Regions from separate parts of the Rattus norvegicus genome. Here region 1 is linked to region 2. A link is a contact called in public HiChIP or PLAC-seq data. All regions are on one chromosome and are shown on one strand. The core of a region is the stretch at or near the end of the contact, and the rest is flanking DNA. Distances in the headings are between cores, read along the strand shown.

Region 1 (2,745 bases), core at 217-2,716, 38 kb after region 2:
AACTGTGGATTTATTTAAAGCCTTTTATGTATGCAAGTACACTGTTGCTCCGTTCAGATCCTTGGATCCAGAACATTCCCAGGTCATAGCTACTTCCATATTCCCCTTTGGATTGGAGTTAGCTTTCCATTATTTTAATCAAGAGTCCTGATAAACCCACAGTTGCAGCTGGAGAGATGGCTCAGTGGTTAAGTGCACTGACTGCTCTTCCAGAGGTCCTGAGTTCAATTCCCAGTAACCACATGGTGGCTCACAACCATCTGTAATGAGATCTGATGCCCTCTTCTGGTGTGTCTGAAGACAGTGACAGTATACTTATATAGAATAAATAAACCTTTAAAAAAAAAGTGAAGTGAGATTGTAGGTCACTAAACCCAAGTGTTTTTCATAATACTACATCACCTCCCTCCTCTCTACTGAAAGCCGTGATATTTTGGTGCAATTTCCTATTTCAAGAGAAAAATAATAACAAAAATCGAATCGGAAAATTCGTCATGTCTTCGAGAAGAGGCAAAGAGAAGCACAGACAATGGCAATGAACCACTGCAGAGCCGCTATGCATGGAATAAAATCTTTCCCTAGGGACCTGGGGTGGCACCAAGTAATTGCTCTGGAATAGTGAATAGTCTGCGTGGGAGAGAGGGAGAGGAGATAGCGGAGAGTTTGACAGGTTCCACCTCACCGAGTGTTTATGAAGTCGCAGCTGTCCTCCGATTTTATGAACAAGAGTTCGCCCTTAGTTCCACTCTTCAGATGACGCCGCCGCAGGATCCCAGGGGCAAGTCTCCCTCAACCCGCCGAGTTTGTTCCACAGAGACCCACCAGTGAGGTATGAGTGAAACCCGCGAGCGCGACACTTTGAGGGCTCCTAGGGCGCACCTTCGTGAACTCCTCGGGGGCTGAGGTGAAGTTTGCGCGGCTCTTCTAGGAAGGATAAAGAACACTTCGGGAGAGCAGTCGCGTCTCTCAGGGTACAGTTAGGACCTTGAATCTGTTCAGCATCCTCGGCACTTGGCACTGCGGGTTGTAGTTCCCAGAAGAGAACAGACTCACCCTATTGCATCTCCCTGAGGCCTCCGCGAAGTTCTTGTCGCTTAGATGCCAGCGGGGCGCTCCGTTAAATAAACTAACAAAGCTCCCATCCGATCTAGCGTGGTGCGGAACGCCACACCCCTGACTTCCCTACCCCCCTCCCCCTGTACCGCCCCCCCGTGACTTCGGGACCAATCCCTTCACGCGTTGCCGGCCAAGTTCCACCTCTGGCATCTCGCGAGAGTTTTGTTTTCCTCCAACCTGTCTGGGACCTGCGCGCGACGTCGGGCGCTTTGGCCTCTACGGTTTGATAATTTTCCGTCAGTGTTAAGGTTCCAAAATAGGCCGCGTCTTTCGCCTTCGGCCTCTAAGATCTCGCGAGATTTACCGGGGGCTGCTCACGCCGCGCCTGCGCAGATCTCATCAAAGCAGAAGGTCGCTCTTGGAGGAAGTGGCCTCTTTGCGTCCCGTGACCGAAGCGCCGTTACTACTTTCTCGAAGCTCCACTCGGCCGCTTGCCGGGACACTCCGCCGCCAAGATGCCCCGGATTATGATCAAAGGGGGCGTGTGGAGGAATACGGAGGTGAGGCAGCTTTTCCCGCCGTCCGCAGCCCTCCGCCGGGTCCGGTAGCGAGTGCGCACGCGCGGACAGCTCCGGGAGCCTTGGCTGTCCCGCGGGGGTCTGCGTGGGGGGCCGCGACTCTGCGGACCCGGGAGACCCTTGCCATGCGTGGGTGCGGATGCGGGTCACCTGGCTCAACCTCGGGAACGAGGTCACGACTTGTCGGTCGGCGCTCCCCGCCTGGCATCTGCTAGGCCCTTGAACACTTATTTGTTCAGTTAGGGACGCGCCCCCTCCTCTCCCCTGCAACCCTGTGGCGGCTCCGACGGGACCCCCGCGGAAGCCTAGTTTTTCTCCAGCTCCTTCCTTTGTCAGTTCTAGCAGAGCGAAGCGCTGTGACCGCAACTTTGTTTTTCAGTGACTTACTTAGCGGGGGCAGGCGGCGCGTTTACGTCTGCACCTCTCTGCTTATCTGGTCCCCGGGCATAGTCTGTCCGTTCTGCAGATTCCCAAGGTCCTTTCTCTTACCTTCCAGTCACGCCACCCTTGCTGGGATAGAAGCCAGTATAGGGTGGTGTTTGCTTCCAGAAATGTAGTAGATAATGTCACGGTGAGCGGAACGGGAGAAGAAAGGAAATAAAAGAAATGAAATGAACGTGTATTTAATCGGATGCGCTGAATGTAGGAGTACCTTTACGTCTCGTACCTTCTTGAGATAGCTTCTTATTGCTTGGCATCTTTCTGAGTCTCCTCCAAACTTAGCTGAGAACACTTCTTGGAGTCCTTGCCCATAAGCCGTCCCGTTGAGAGTTGGTTGTTTAGTGGGTTTGTGGCACCTATTTTTCATTCGCTACAGCTCATTTTGTTGTCGCAGGCACTTCTGTGTGGTTCTGGCGGAGTTTAACTTCTCAGAGCCTCAGTTTACTCATTTTTATAAGACACATAATAGTGTTTGAGCTCTTGAAATGAGTTGGCAGTTTGGAATATTTCAAACACAGCTGGGCACATTAGTAGGCTTTCAGTAAAGTTGAATTGCTGTTGTCCTCATCAGACAGCAGTGCAGAAGGACCAGGCTTTGGTCTGCTAGTATGAAGCAGGCTGCTTGGTGGTGTTTGGGAATGAATCTTGTAGGATAGGGACCTGCCACATG
Region 2 (2,700 bases), core at 171-2,670:
GAATGGCCATTCTGCCATTACCATCTTCTCTTTCTTTCTGAGACACAGTTTCTCCGTGTAGTTCTGGCTGTCGTAGGACTCGCTCTGTAGACCAGGCTGGCTTTAAGCTCACAGACCCACCTGCCTTTGCCTCCAGAGTGTGCTGGCATTAAAAGTGAATGCTCCTGGGGTTGGGGATTTAGCTCAGTGGTAGAACGCTTGCCTAGCAAGCACAAGGCCCTGGGTTCAGTCCCCAGCTCCGAAAGAAGAAAAAAAAAAAAAAAAAAAGAACAAAAGTGAATGCTCCAGCTCTGGCGTCTGTTTATAACCCCAGTGGCTGTCTACTATTGGATAACTCCTCAGTAAGGGGCGTGGCCTGGGGAGCACCTCCTCTGTGCAATGTTTGGCTAGCTCAGTTTCGAGATCTTTACAGCCTTTCTGCTGTTTCTTTTACAATCAATGAAATTATTAAAAACAGAACCACTCTGCGAGAGGGTTCAGTGGGTAAAGCGCTTGCTGCACAAGCTCGGGGACCTGAGTTCGAGCCCTGGAACCCACTAAAAGTCACGTGATATGTTTATAAGCGGGTGGGGCAGAGATAGGTAGATATCCTGGGACTCCTTGCCAGTGCAGCTGTAGCAGTGAACTCCGTGTTCATCGAGAACCTTATTTCAAAAGAATAAGGCAGAGAGCAATGGAGGAAGACACCTGACATTGAATTCTGGCTGCCACAACCTCACCCTCCCAACACGTGTGCACGCACGTGCATACAGCACACAAATAAATATGAGTATTTAAATTAATTAAAGATCTGTATTTTTTTTTCTACTTAACCATAGGAGAAACTACATAACATAAATTTAGAGACTAAACTTCGGGGGGGGGGAAGCTGGGGGGCGTTTCTATGCGCGATTTATTAGGGAGAGGGTTAGAAAGATAAATTTCAATCTATACCATGGAAAGAATGCTAGCTTTGTAAGGTGGAACTTGGGAGTGAATCCGTTCTCTGGATGACCTTGAACGAGTCTTTGCTCCAAGTCAGTTTTCTATTTTGAAAAATGCAGCTGGCTGTTGAGGGAAGACAGCATCCAGCAGGGCGCCTGGCCCAGAAAAAGGCGCTGTAAGTGGTGGGTGAGTCCTGCCTCATCAGGATGCCAATTCTACACCGATATCTGCAAGCTTTATAGAGGGTGCATCGCTCATGGCCACCCGAGGTTTACAGAAGTAGCAACGACAGATGTTGGAAAAGAGACACAAACTGTAACAAAATCCTGAGGCTCTGCAGCTCTTAGGTCTGAGACCCCCATCCTCAACCCGGGCCAGAGCTCCGGATGCTGGAAGATTGGTGCGTCCAGAGTAGCGCGCCAGCTCGCGGGAAGTGGCGCGTTGTCCTGGCAACCCTGGACCGAGCCTTGCAGGCGGTAGTAGCGGCCCTTGCTTTCGCTTTGCCTCCGGGCATTCGGCAGTTCCGCTGCCCGTTGGTGCGTTGATCTGGGCCGTATCCGCAATGGAGTCCTCCAAGGGTAGATGAAAGGTTTCCCCCAGGGAAGTAGGGTGGCACTCAGAGGTGGAAAGGAGACTCAAGGGTGGGGCGGAGCGAGTACTCTCTGGAGCCTGAGTCCGGAGGAGGGGGAGTGGGCTTGGCATTCAAACCATGAAGACCTCTAGGGGGACCAGCGAGATTTAGGGTTCCCCCTTGCTCTGCCTCTTCAATTTCAATGACTTGTGGGGTATGCTGGTTTTGAATGGTAGCCTTTTTAACAAGCACGTCTTGGGTCCGATTGCTTTTCACGGTTAAAATCACCGTGTGCACCGGTGAGCCCATGGGTACTTGAAATGGCAATCCCTATGGCCAACCTCCCTCTGTCTCTCAAGAGCGGCCTGTACTGGAGAGCTGCTGAAGTGTCCAGAGAAAAGCGATTTGGGCATGGCCAAGGTGGAAAAGAAATACAATTGAGGAATCAAAAGTGTTGGGTGGGCGTTATAAGCTTATGGAGAGAAAAGGTTTATTGGACTCATAGGTTTATAGGTTTTGTGGTTTTCTTTTTTTTCTTTTTCTTTTTTTTTTTAAGGTTGAGCACTGCTACTCCATATGTTGCCCAGAGTAGCCTGGAATTCTCCACACCCTGCCAAATACCGGGATCACAGGCCCCTGTCATTCCACGTGTGGCTCATGTTCATGGTCCCTCTGGTGGCATATCATATTGGCATATCATATTGGCAATCATGTGTCAGATCAAAGCATCTCCCTCTTAGTTAAGAAATAATGAAGAGAAAAAGGGGGGGCTGTTGTCCTGCTTTTTCACTCAGAGGCACCCCCAATGACTCAAGACCTCTTAATTTTTTTAAAAATTGTCTTTATTTTAGATATATGCATATTTTGCCTGCCTGTGTGCGTATGTGTACTGTGTTTGTGCAAAAGTTAGGAGAGGGCATTGGATTCCCTGGAACTGGAGTTATGGACCACCATGTGGGTGCTGAGAATAGAAATCCAGCCCTCTGCAAGAGCAACGAGGGTTCTAACTCTTTCCACCTCCATGACCTCTGACTTTCCAAAAAGTCCCACCATCTCCCAACAGTGTGACAGGCTGGGAGCTAAATGCAGATTCAAGCTAAAGCAACTAGTTAGGGGAGACACAATGAGCTCACGTCTACATTCGAGATCTGACCAGGAAGAGACTCCATCGGAAGGAGGAGCCAAGCTGGCACGCTCACATCTCA

What was found. HiChIP or PLAC-seq counts read pairs in DNA pulled down with a chosen protein or histone mark.
Region 1: a contact with region 2 is called in an H3K27ac HiChIP or PLAC-seq map of oligodendrocytes, with 3 times the contacts expected there. The contact joins the promoter of Cdc5l here to the promoter of Spats1 in region 2. A contact is called at or near these places in 1 of 12 Hi-C or Micro-C datasets (Schwann cells) and 1 of 1 datasets of contacts at active chromatin or transcription factors (oligodendrocytes).

Annotation. Positions count from the first base shown.
Region 1 is chr9:23,060,931-23,063,675 of GRCr8, forward strand. It overlaps Cdc5l (cell division cycle 5-like), which reads left to right and starts at 1,467. Exons shown (of 16, transcript NM_053527.2): 1 at 1,467-1,616. The coding sequence starts at 1,572.
Region 2 is chr9:23,023,189-23,025,888 of GRCr8, forward strand. Spats1 (spermatogenesis associated, serine-rich 1) reads left to right here and starts at 1,421. Exons shown (of 8, transcript NM_181376.3): 1 at 1,421-1,502. The coding sequence starts at 1,487.